4 separate regions of the Mus musculus genome follow, and all the other regions are linked to region 2. The links are chromatin contacts, called in public promoter capture Hi-C maps. All regions are on one chromosome and are shown on one strand. Each heading gives the region's core, a stretch centred on a gene start, on an enhancer-like site or on the middle of the called end of the contact. The rest is flanking DNA. Distances are from core to core; before and after follow the strand shown. Region 1 holds the start of Cops7a (COP9 signalosome subunit 7A). Region 2 holds the start of Ltbr (lymphotoxin B receptor). Region 3 overlaps Vwf (Von Willebrand factor). Region 4 holds the start of Lag3 (lymphocyte-activation gene 3).

What was found. Promoter capture Hi-C pulls out the DNA fragments that hold promoters and counts their contacts.
Region 1: a promoter capture Hi-C map of macrophages shows a contact between it and region 2, with 5 read pairs. The contact joins the promoter of Cops7a here to the promoter of Ltbr in region 2. A contact is called at or near these places in 1 of 39 promoter capture datasets (macrophages) and 1 of 9 other capture datasets (pancreatic islet).
Region 3: a promoter capture Hi-C map of hematopoietic stem and progenitor cells shows a contact between it and region 2. The contact joins the enhancer-like site here to the promoter of Ltbr in region 2. A contact is called at or near these places in 19 of 39 promoter capture datasets (the 3T3-L1 cell line, 3T3-L1-derived adipocytes, the HPC-7 cell line and 11 more), 3 of 15 datasets of contacts at CTCF or cohesin (the NIH/3T3 cell line, embryonic stem cells and pro-B cells), 6 of 484 Hi-C or Micro-C datasets (CD4 T cells, CD8 T cells, bone marrow-derived macrophages and 2 more), 20 of 115 datasets of contacts at active chromatin or transcription factors (astrocytes, bone marrow-derived macrophages, cardiomyocytes and 9 more) and 2 of 9 other capture datasets (adipose tissue and liver).
Region 4: a promoter capture Hi-C map of liver shows a contact between it and region 2. The contact joins the promoter of Lag3 here to the promoter of Ltbr in region 2. A contact is called at or near these places in 5 of 39 promoter capture datasets (3T3-L1-derived adipocytes, embryonic stem cells, liver and 1 more) and 2 of 115 datasets of contacts at active chromatin or transcription factors (microglia and pancreatic cancer cells).

The regions. Positions count from the first base shown.
Region 1 is chr6:124,964,088-124,966,931 of GRCm38.p6, reverse strand. It overlaps Cops7a (COP9 signalosome subunit 7A), which reads left to right and starts at 1,420. Exons shown (of 8, transcript NM_001355542.2): 1 at 1,420-1,530; 2 at 2,004-2,208. The coding sequence starts at 2,047. Gm23851 (a small nuclear RNA gene) reads right to left here and starts at 2,649; the gene lies at 2,545-2,649.
Region 2 is chr6:125,312,593-125,315,767 of GRCm38.p6, reverse strand. Ltbr (lymphotoxin B receptor) reads left to right here and starts at 1,883. Exons shown (of 10, transcript NM_010736.4): 1 at 1,883-2,178; 2 at 2,282-2,378; 3 at 2,649-2,774; 4 at 2,858-3,016. The coding sequence starts at 2,083. It also overlaps a transcript of Scnn1a not described here.
Region 3 is chr6:125,601,469-125,604,264 of GRCm38.p6, reverse strand. Vwf (Von Willebrand factor) reads right to left here. Exons shown (of 52, transcript NM_011708.4): 14 at 746-941; 15 at 1-135. Among named protein-coding and RNA genes, the nearest start is that of Vwf, 50 kb to the right of the region's middle. Within about 2 kb of position 1,349, at least 161 of the 459 cell types and tissues checked have an H3K27ac peak or open chromatin away from gene starts, as enhancers often do. A contact at or near this core is called in CD8 T cells, adipose tissue, bone marrow-derived macrophages and 4 more, where this site is marked.
Region 4 is chr6:124,910,117-124,913,126 of GRCm38.p6, reverse strand. It overlaps Lag3 (lymphocyte-activation gene 3), which reads left to right and starts at 1,422. Exons shown (of 8, transcript NM_008479.2): 1 at 1,422-1,833; 2 at 2,216-2,363; 3 at 2,731-3,010. The coding sequence starts at 1,776.

The sequences.
Region 1 (2,844 bases), core at 171-2,670, 350 kb after region 2:
TGCAGACCAGAAGGGGGCACCAGTTCTCATTAGAGATGATTTTTGAGCCACCATGTAGGTGCTGGGATTTGAACTCAGGACCTCTGAAAGAGCAGCCAGTGTTCTAAACTGCTGAGCCATCTCTCCAGCCCATTCATTGCCTTGTTTTCTAACTCTTCTCTCTCTCCCACTCTCAGCCTGGAACTATGCAGCTCACATGGCCTTTGGGCCTAAGATACTCCTGACTTAGCCTCCCAAGTGCTAGACCACAAGCATGCACCACCATCCCTCGAAGGAAGCGACGGAATCAGACAGGTATGCACTTGGACCCTATCCATATTTCTTTGTCCTACAGGTTAGTTCCAGAACTCAGCCCTTGAAGGTCCAATTCTCCTGCCTCAGCCTACTGAGTGATAGGATTACAAATCATCTAACAGTAAACCTGGCTTTACCTTAATTTCCTCCTTATATGGTTTCTGTAAGGATTTTTGTTTTGTTTCATTTTGAAACCTGGTCTATTTAGTGGCGGATGATCCAACTCAGAAATCCACCTAATTAAAGGTGTGTACCACCATGATATTTGGGAGATAGGGTCTCTCACACTGTAGCCCGGGATAACCTCCCAACATATAGCAATCCTCCTGCCTCAGCCTCCTGGATGCTGGGATTACAAGTGCCCGGCTGAATCCTTTAACTTTTAAATTTCCTCATCTGCCTTGGTTCCACTCACACTTTTCTCCTTGCTAATTTGGGATCCAAAGACTAAAAAAATGACTCAATATTTATTTGTAGTAACCATGGCCAAAAGTCTGGTCATGCGATCTGAAACTTCTATGGGAAGAAAACCTCAAAAGCCTAACCAATACACTTCCTTTTCCCCCTTAATCACTCGGGGGTTTGTTTTCTTTCTTATTGAGACCGGTTCTCATGTTGCTCAAACTGGCTTGGAATCTGCGATGGAGCTGAGGCTGGTTTTGAACTCCTGATTCTCCCCTACCTCTACCTCCAATACGCCGGGGGGTGGGGTGGGGGCATGTGTTACCACTTCCTGCCCCCTTACCCTTTAAACTTTTCTTCTGCTCTTTAAAAAGAGTGGATAAGTTGTTGGACTATTTATAGCCTCGTTTCTCTCCTTTCTCCCTTATTTTTTCTTTCTGCGAATTCTCGCCTTCCGCTAACGCTCACGTCGCCGCAGGAACTCGGGGCCGCCATCCTGCCTTGTCCTGCAGCTCCCGGGAGGGTCGCTCCCCCGGACCTCCGCAGAGCCGAGGTCCTCTCCGCACCCTGCATTCACCGCTCTCGCACCCATAAAGATGCACGGACAGAGCGGAAGATGGGCGCCGCTCTCGCGCCTCCCGCGGTCCGGAAACGGAAGCAGGCCGGAGCCGCCCGGAACCCGCCTCCCGAGAGCGGAAGTACGGCCGGAAGCTGGCCATAGAAGCGAGCGGCTAGAGCGGCCCTGCGGGGAGGTGGCAGGAAAGGCTTGGGAGCCGCTGCCGGAGGTGACGGAGCGGCCGCCCCGCCCCGTGCGCTGGGAGACGAGGCTTCCAGGTAGCCGTCGGTTGCAGTCGGTCCGGGGGTACGACCTGGCCTTGGGCGCAGACCCCGGCCGGTCCCGGGGCTGCCTCTTTAAGGGAGGGGGTGGAGCCGCGAGTCAGGCGCGAGGAGGTGAGGTCACGTGGGGGCGGCCACGTGCACGACTCGCGTCCCGAAGTGGGGGTTCGTCGTCGTCCGGTAGACACCATGTGCTATCTCTCCCTTCCCTGGTTCATCAGTCTTGGAACTCAATGGGGTGCACGTGGTGGGGCTTGGGACTGGGCCCGGGATGACGGAGCGGGTGGGCGTGGCAGCCAGGATGGGGCTGGCTTGGAGGAGCCCTCGAGTTGCCTTTTAGACCTCAGGACCCCACTTACTCACTGCGGATGTGGCGGGGTCCCTCTTGAGCGTGCAGCTCCCGTCCCTTCGAGCTGACCACCCTCGCAGGGTCCAGGGACCTTTAGTTTCACGTTCCTCTTTCCTTGCAGCTCCAGAAATCTTGAGGCCAGAGCCCCGCACCTCGGCGCAGCCATGAGTGCGGAGGTGAAGGTGACAGGGCAGAACCAAGAGCAGTTTCTGCTCCTTGCCAAGTCGGCTAAGGGGGCGGCACTGGCCACACTCATCCACCAGGTGCTGGAGGCCCCTGGTGTCTACGTGTTTGGGGAACTGCTGGATATGCCTAATGTTAGAGAGGTGTGTTGCTTGCCTGGGTAGTCCCCAAAGAACGTTGGGACCAAAGTTAACTCTTGAGTGCTGGGCTCGTTTTTTGTACCCAGTAACCACTCAGGTGATCGGGGTACCGATAATTAGCTCTCAACATGGAAAAATAAATCAATCAAATAAAGGTCTTCATTATCTTACAGATAAAGGGTCTGTAAACTTAGTGCTCCCTCCCTCTGTACCCACACTTTGAGTCAGGATTTCACTGTGTAGTCCTGGCTGCCCTAAACTAGTAACTATGGTCTAAGGTGGCCTTGAATGTGTGGGAAATCCCTGCCTATGTCTCATGCATAATTTTTTTTGTTATTTAAAAATATGGAACGCTTTACAAATTGGAGTGTCGTCTTTGCTCAGGGGCCATGCTAATCTTCTCGGGATCGTTCCAGTTTTAGTATATGTGTTGCTGAAGCAAGCAGAAATCTTTAATTTTGAAGCAAAAGAACAAGTCATTAAGAATACCACTGATAAACTCCAGCTTGTCCACCAGTATGATATCTTTTTGTGTTGGTTTTTTTTTTTTTTTTTTTTTCAGGACAGGGTTTCTCTATGTACTATAACTGTGTTCTGGAACTCTCTCTGTCGACCAGGCTGGCCTTCAACTCAGAGATC
Region 2 (3,175 bases), core at 634-3,133:
AAAAAAAAAAAGAAATAGTGAAATGTATCTAGGGCCGCTCCCCACCCACCCGTTCCTTTATGCTGTTAAGAGATCCAAGTGAGTCAAGCCCCTGCCCCAACTCCCTGAGCCCAGAAGGAAGAGAAATCAGAGGTCTGCTATTCAGTATCTCTACCACTGCCAGGGAACCTGGGACAATTGAGACAGACAGGTACCAGCAGAGTGGAGCTGCTGGGCCAGCACCCAGGGAGGGGACAGCACAGAGTGACTATCAAGAGCCCAGGCAGCAGTTAAGAGCATCAACTGCTCTTCTGAAGGTCCTGAGTTCAATTCCCAGCAACCACGTGGTGGCTCATAACCACCACTAAGGAGATCTGACTCCCTCTTCTGGAGTGTCTGATGATAGCTACAGTGTACTTACATATAATAATAAATAAATCTTTTTTTTAAAAAAAGTATACACTTAAAAAAAAAAAGCCCAGGCAAGTTCCCCCCCACCCCGCCCCGCTCTGTTCCCCCCTCTCCCCAGGTCTTCTCTAAAACTCAATCCCTTGCCAGCATTTCGAGGCTCCACCGAAAGCCTGTCTGGATATCTGATCCACCATGGAAAAGGTCAGTTCTCAGGTGAGCTATTGCAAGAGAAGGCTTTCCCTCATTCCAAATGAGAGTCCAACCCCACCCCCCACCCCCGAGTCACAAGGGAGGCAGGACAGATGTTGCCATGGGCTGGGATCTGAAAATCAGATCTGGACTGCAGTTAAGTTCTTCCAGAGTGGCTAAGCGGTGTGGACAGCCTTCATTTACACAACGAATATGTACCTGGCCAGTGGCATAAGCCAGATCATGCTAGACTCCGTGAGCCTAGACTAAATAGCCAAACCAGGCCACGGGCCAGCCAATAGCCTAGTAAGGAGCACAGGGCAGACATTAGGGTTCCTTGGGGGCTCCATGGCTGTTTTCTTAATAGAAATTTAGAGGGGTGTGTGTGTGAAGGGGGCTGGGGGGGGGGGTTGGGAATCAGTAGACGTGGGAAAAAGGGGTGTCACATACTTCCAGCAGCTCTGGGCTATTAATGGCAGGAAGAAAAGGCCCACCAGGCTTAACGATCTTGGAACCCTGTGCACCGCTGCCTGGCACCCTGGGCAGGTCTTCTCTAGAAAGTAAGGTACCTACACTGGCTGGGCTCTCAGGTCCCTCGGTTTAAGAGAGTTATAGGCTTATGTGCACACACGCTGGAACTAGGCTACCCAGCCCCAGCCCAGAAGCCCCCACTCACCAGGACCTGGGTTTACACACGCCCACCCTTCCGTGAGAGAGGTCCCAGAGGAGAGGACAGATTCAGGGCCAGCTGAACTCTCTCCAGTGTCTTGTGGTGTGCGCCCTGGTGTGTGGCGTGGGTGGGCTTGTTACTGTGGAAGCTTCTTTTTAAAAAGTCACAGAGTGGAGCAGGCCCTCAGTCTCTGCCAAGTGGGATGCCTGGCCAGACGCTGGCTGCATCTGCTAACCACCTCTGGGTATCCTGGCTGGGTGCACTGTCAATCCCTGGCGCCTCCTCTTTGCAAATCTGACACCCAGCTGTCCACAGCTCTCTGCCTCAACGTCCACGGCAGGTCAACCAAGTCAGCTCTGCCTCGGGCTCTCGGAGGTGGGCCTGACTGATGGCTAGCCACTGTCTCTGCTGCCCCCCTTTCGGCCAGCAAGCGATCCTAATCCGCAATCCCCTCTGAGAGCCAGGCTTCCGAAGAAAGGTGGAGGCCGGGTTCCGGGCCTGCAGCTCTCACGTGCTTTCCCGGCCACCCCCTCCCGCCCTGCGTCGAGGCGGCCAAGCCTGTTCCTCTTCCCCCCCCCCGTCGCGATTGCGACAGGCCGGCCTCTGCTCCCAGGGCTCCCTGCCCCCGCCCCCGGCCGGCTCGCTCCACTCCCACTTCCTGAGCCCGGCGCTGGAGCCCTGGAGGCCAGGCCCGGCCGCTCCCGGCCCCCGGGGGCACGTCGGCCCAGCCGCCAGGCTTGGGAAGTCGTGGCCAACGCTGCTCAGGACGTCCGGGCTTCCCACCTTCCTCCTAGGACTCCACCCGGTCTGGTCAGCCGAGCCGAAAGGCCGCCATGCGCCTGCCCCGGGCCTCCTCTCCCTGCGGCCTGGCCTGGGGGCCACTCCTGCTGGGACTCAGCGGGCTTCTGGTGGCCTCTCAGCCCCAGCTGGTGAGGGAGGGGCTAGGTGGGATGGACCAGGTTTCTCTCTAGCCCTTCTGCCCTCCAGAGCTGACCCTGCCTCATTCTTCTCTTTCTCCGCCTCCTCTGGAAGGTGCCCCCTTATCGCATAGAAAACCAGACTTGCTGGGACCAGGACAAGGAATACTACGAGCCCATGCACGACGTCTGCTGCTCCCGCTGTCCCCCAGGTGAGAACAGTGGCTCCAAGTGGCTTGGGTGGTAGAGGTGAGCCAGAATGAGCCAGCACTGCTAAAACTAGCCAGGAAGGAGAGTCTACGAAGCATTAGCATTGTCCCACGGACACTGAGATTTGAAGAGGTAGCGGCATGTAGCCATGAAGACAGGATGGGGACAAAGAGACCAAGGAGAGGCTCCGAGGCATGCAGCAAGCAGAGGCAGCGGACGCAGAGATGGACTTCTTGTCTCCTGATAACCCTCTTTCCCCATTCGCCTCATAGGCGAGTTTGTCTTTGCGGTATGCAGCCGCAGCCAAGACACGGTTTGCAAGACTTGCCCCCATAATTCCTATAATGAACACTGGAACCATCTCTCCACCTGCCAGCTGTGCCGCCCCTGTGACATTGGTAAGTGGGGACTCATCTGGATCTGCATGATGGGTACGACTGGGAGGGCCAGCTCCTCTCTGACTCTTCCCTCTCCCTGACAGTGCTGGGCTTTGAGGAGGTTGCCCCTTGCACCAGCGATCGGAAAGCCGAGTGCCGCTGTCAGCCGGGGATGTCCTGTGTGTATCTGGACAATGAGTGTGTGCACTGTGAGGAGGAGCGGCTTGTACTCTGCCAGCCTGGCACAGAAGCCGAGGTCACAGGTCAGAGGTCACTGAGGGCAGCCAGTAAAGGGAGGCTGGGCATCAAGGGCAAGGAACGTGATACTGTGCGCATGGTGCTTCTCCCCACTGGTACTGTGAGTGTGGTACCTCTGCCCACTGGGAGAACCATAAAGAATCTATCAGTCCTTGAAAAAGGCT
Region 3 (2,796 bases), core at 100-2,599, 290 kb before region 2:
GGCAATCCCGGCTGTCGGAGCAGGAGCAAACATCATAACGGCAGTTCTGCAGATAGGGCAGAGGGCTGACTGCGTGGTGGCAGGCCTCGAACTTGGAGGACGTCAGGAGCGCACAAGCCTCCTCTGCAAACCTGGCTGTTGAAGAGAAAGGAGAGCCTGTGCAGAACAAGACGTGGCCCTGCCCGTTCCTCTGGGGCCAGCCTCAGGGACTCTAACATCCATACCTCACCCCACCCTCTTCCCCACAAACAAAGCCAGTTCCCTTTTCTGTTGCTACCAAAATTAATCTATCTGGCTCTGGCTTCTGGTGCCAATGTACAGTTCTGCGTTTGGCTCAGTAACGGGTAAATGTGCGTTCCCCAAAGACCCACTGACCGGAGACGGTGGTTAGAGTAGCAGAAGCTAGCAAGAGCAGAGATGTCGCAGCACCGTGTCCACACAGGGTCACTGCAGCGCATCTATCATACAAGTCAACTTTAAGCTCCCACACCCACCGCTGCTCTAGACTGGGTCTTTTCCGGGCCAGAAACGACCCAATATTCTATTCTTTCTTGGGATTTCACCCATGGATGGAGGGTGTTCAATAAACAAACTTTGAAAAGGAAATGAGCCAAATGTGGATCTCAACGGCCAGTGGTCAAAATAAAGGCTGGGCCAATGGCTCCGCCTTTGCCTTCCCTCTCTCTGTGTCCCGTGGAATGCCTGCCTGGACCACGGGAGACCCCGGGGTCTGCGGCTCACATACTCAAGCGTGGATTCAGGCTGCAGGGGTCGCTGTGTTGCCTGCGCAGGTCCGAACAGTCCCCTTGAAGCTTCCAGGCGTTTCCGAAGTCTACCACCAGGGGCTCCACCAAGCCGGCCGGCGTGAGGAAGTCGTCTCCCTTGTTGCCGTTGTAATTCCCACACAAGCCACAGGTCTTCCCAGAATAGACTGGGGACAGCTGCCGGAAGAAGCCGGGCCTTGGAGCAGCTGTCCCCCAGTGCCACAATGGTTCCACTTAGTTAATGAGATCATTTGCACCAAAAAATTTCCCCAGGTGAAAAATTAATGTCAGGACGACTAAGTCCCGGGCTGCGAACTGGAGGACCACTGCAAGCTATGCAGCTAGGTGTCGTGCAGCTGGCTGTCGCTCCTCAAAGAAAAGTCAGCCAGAAGGATTCTAGGAATTAGGGGGAGAGAGAGAAGAAGAAGGAGGGGGGGAGGGGGAGGGGAGGAGGAGGGACACAGGGAAAGAGAAGAGAAGGAGGAGGGAGATAGGGAAAGAGAGAAAGAGGGAGAAAGGGGGAGGGAGAGAGGGAGGAAGAAGAGGGGGAGGGAGGGAGAGATTGCCTAAGATCCCATCGAGGGTGACACGGCTGGAAAGAGCAAGCAACTTGAATCCCCCAGACCTTCGTGCTCCCTATGTCTGTGACTAAAGTGACTATCAACAGACATGGGCTAAGCAACAGTGAGAGAACATGCAAACTGTTCGTTGGACAGATATTAGTTACAAACAGACAAGGCAGACTGAGGACGGTGTAGTCCAAGCCCCCAGGAGCTTGTGTCTGGTGTCCAGGAGCAACACCTGTCTTCTAATCTCCTGCTGAGGACACCAGGAAGGAAGCAGGGCTCAGATTCTATCCCCTTCTCTCAAGGAAGCAGGGCTCAGATTCTAGCCCCGTCTCTCACTCGCTGATCAGACCTCAGCAGTGAGCCATGATGAGTTTGACCCCAAAGTGCACACTCAGGGCCAAGCAGTGGTGTGGAGGCAGCTTTTTCCCAGGACAGCTGGGGCGCCACTGAATTCCATGGTGCAGATTTGAAGAACTGGTAGGGACCAGACCCCAAGAGTCCAATGATAGCTCTGTGGGTAATCAGTGAAACCAGGTGGTCCCCGCACACCCCCCATCCTGATGATCCAAAGTCTCACAGGTCAGGCCTGAGTCCCCGTAGTCATCTTGGAAGCCCCTTCTAGCTCCCAGCTGTGACTTAACAAGGTGCATGTGGAAGGTTCCAGACCCACAGACATACATGCAACTAAGAAAGGTGGGCAAATGGCCTTCCTTGTTTGTTTTACAAATGCCAAGTCACACACACACACACACACACACACACACACACACACACACACACACAAGGCAATCAAGGTCTTTTCCCTGACTTTCCAGCTTAAAACTAAAGCACACTGCTGTGACCTCGGATGCTGTTTCTCAAAGCCATGAGGGTCTTTCAAGGTCCTTCCAGACTGAATATTTCCATAATTCCATGATCTCGTTCTTGTCTGTCCCTTCTCATTGCCTTACAAGCACACAGTGGAATTTTCCAGAGGCCCTGTGATCTGAAATGCTGTAGCAGATTGATTGCAGAAAGAGATATGAGAATCCAGCTGTCTTCTATTAAATGAATCGTTAAGGAGATCTGCAGCCATGTGCGGCCATGGTATTTTTCTTGCTGCTTACTTACTGTTGTCTCCTGATCCCCGTCTAACTTATTTTTCAAGGGAAAAGTACTTACAAATGTCTGTTAGGAAACAAGGTTTAGTATTATGTTATAAATGAGTTAAGTGCTTTAATGCCTCCGCGTTAACATTTTTTCTGTCTGGGGTTTTGCTTTTCTGTTTGTGTCAGGATCATACTATTGAGCTCAGGTCGGCTGAAACTCACCATGTAGCCCAGGCTGGCCTCCAGCCCCTGTCACCTTCCTCCTCATCTCTGGGATATGTCTCTATGCTCAGCTTTGATTTAGCCATTAGCCTGGCAAGTATCAGTAGCTATAATCTCACTAAAGATCTCAGGGACTCGCCTCAGCCATTTTTA
Region 4 (3,010 bases), core at 173-2,672, 400 kb after region 2:
CTGAAATTCACATAAAGCCACCTGCCTCTGCCTAGTAAGTACTGGGATTAAAGGTCTTTTTCCCTTTTTATTTTAAGTTTCATTTTGTTGGCATAGCATCTACTTTGTAGCCAGGGATGACCCTGAACTCATGGGCCCAAGCAAGCCAGCTTCAATTCACCCCACCTTCCAAAATCTTGACTTACACATGCCACTGTTGCTGACACCTTGGTCTCTCTTGAGTTTTCCTTGCTATAAGATTCCTGCATTATTCCATCTCCATAGACCCTTGCCTTCATTTTTTTCTTAAAGTACAGAATCTTGGGGAGGAGGGAGGTTTTGAAGACAGGAAAACATCCTATTGTCAGGGCTGGAAAGGCCGTTCTGCAGTTATGAGTGCTTGTTGCCTTTCAAGAAGACCTAGGTTTGATGTCGAGCATCCAGATGGGGCGGCTCCCAAAACACCTGTAACTCCAGTTCCAAGGAATCTGACACCCTCTTCAGGCCTCTGAGCATTCACACAGGGTGGGGAATTTATGTATACAGACACATAAATAAAAGTAGACATCTAAAACAAGTTTCCCAGCCGAATGTGGTAGGTGGTGCATGCCTTTAATCCCAGCACTCAGGAGGCAGAGGCAGGCGCATTTCTGAGTTCAAGGCCAGCCTGGTCTACAAAGTGAGTTTCAAGACAGCCGGAATACACAGAGAAACCCTGTCTCGAACTCCCCCCCCCCCCCACACACACACATAAAACCAAGTTTCTCAGTGTCATCTTCCTAGAAGATGAAAGGCCATCCCATAATGCAAGTAGGGTTAAGGACTAGACAGCTTTTGCCTTCATGCTTCCTAATGTTGGCAAGTTATTTAATGCCTGTGAGCCTCAAGTCCCGAAATCTGTACAAAAAGGGGCGCGCATCAAGTTTCACAAGTTGCTTTACGGAAAATGTATAATACAGTTATATGTAGCATAGAATGAAGGTTAACACCGTGTGGCTACTATACTTTTCCACTGAGCCCTTACCCAGATCTGGTAACTTGTGGTATGGTGACACTTCTTGAGTACCTGTCCAAGAGATGCTGAAAGGCTAGGCAGGCAGACTGTAGGACAGTGGCTTTTTTTTTTTTTTTTTTCAGTGTTAATGGGAAAGAGCAAGTCAAGAAGAAACTGTGGGGACAGTAGAGGAAGCTTAAAGATACAGCTGTAGTTCTAGGCAGAAATGCTTGGCAGAGAGAGAGAGAGAGAGAGAGAGAGAGAGAGAGAGAGAGAGAGAGAGAGGAGACAGAGGGGGAAGAGGTGAAGAGGGGGCGGTAGGGAGACCCGAGTCTGAGGAAGTAAACAAGGGGAGTGCCACCACCGAGAGGAGGGCTCGGCTGCTGGGAATCAGCCCCCTCACACTTTCCACTGCGAAGCGAAACCCCGCGCCTTGGTCTGGGGGGGCGGGCAGTGGGGAGGAGAAGCAGAAGGACTGGGTCTGGAGGAGCAGCTCAAGTTCTAGCTAGCTGCAGTGGGTTTGCCTGCACTCTGCTCTGGGTCCCAGCCCGGGCCTCTGATCATTATCCATCCTGCTGTCTCCAGTCCCCACTCCTGGGGCGTCCTCTTCACCCTACATTCTTTCCCTCCGCCTCACCTCCTCCTTGTAGAACTTCTCTCTCTCTCTCTCTCTCTCTCTCTCTCTCTCTCTCTCTCTCTCTGTGTGTGTGTGTGTGTCTGTCTGTCTGTCTGTCTCTCTCTCCTCCCAGGACCTTTTTCTAACCTCCCTTGGAGGGCTGGGGAGGCCCGGGCCATAGAGGAGATGAGGGAGGACCTGCTCCTTGGCTTTTTGCTTCTGGGACTGCTTTGGGAAGCTCCAGGTAAGGTGGAGAGTCCAGCAGGGACCTCTATGGCTGTCTCTTTAGCTGTGGTGATATTCCAATGCTTTTGTTGAGGGGAGGGGTGTGTGTGTGTGTGTGTGTGTGTGTTTTGAGACAGGGTTTCTTTGTGTTGCCCTGGCTGTCCTGGGACTGGCTCTGATGACCAGGCTGGCCTTGAATTTATAGTGATCCACTTGCCTCTGCCTCCCCAGTGCTGGGATTAGAGGCGTGCACCATCACTTTGTATAAGGGCAGATCCCAAAGCTGCCTCAGCCTCCCTTCAACAGGGAGGCATGATGTTTCTTTCTTAGGAAAGCCAGGGCATTTCTCTATTCTCCAATCTCTTGGCTCAATGCCCTTGGCCTCTCTTTTGTTCCACTAGTTGTGTCTTCAGGGCCTGGGAAAGAGCTCCCCGTGGTGTGGGCCCAGGAGGGAGCTCCCGTCCATCTTCCCTGCAGCCTCAAATCCCCCAACCTGGATCCTAACTTTCTACGAAGAGGAGGGGTTATCTGGCAACATCAACCAGACAGGTATGAACTCCAAAGTTGAACAACAGAACCTCCCAATCCTGTCCTAATGGATAAAACCCTGTCCAAGCCAGTTTTGTCCTCTTTGTGAGCCCCTCTAAAGCCAGTAGCTCAGTGTCCTCTAAAACCACACAGCCTTCCTGTGGATTGCTCCCCACACACCGGCATCCTGTAGTGCCCCACCTCTCCAGTAGCAGATAGTGCTGAAGACCAACGGAAGTGGGGACAGGGGTAGTTATGGGGGAGAGGGGAGGCTGCTGACGGTCAAGAGGTCTCTTAGGCAGGTTAACTTTATCCTCAAAGCATGCTTGAGTGCATCTTCTTCGTGGCCTTATCAAATTTCTCAATCCTATTCTCTCTCCCCAACCAGTGGCCAACCCACTCCCATCCCGGCCCTTGACCTTCACCAGGGGATGCCCTCGCCTAGACAACCCGCACCCGGTCGCTACACGGTGCTGAGCGTGGCTCCAGGAGGCCTGCGCAGCGGGAGGCAGCCCCTGCATCCCCACGTGCAGCTGGAGGAGCGCGGCCTCCAGCGCGGGGACTTCTCTCTGTGGTTGCGCCCAGCTCTGCGCACCGATGCGGGCGAGTACCACGCCACCGTGCGCCTCCCGAACCGCGCCCTCTCCTGCAGTCTCCGCCTGCGCGTC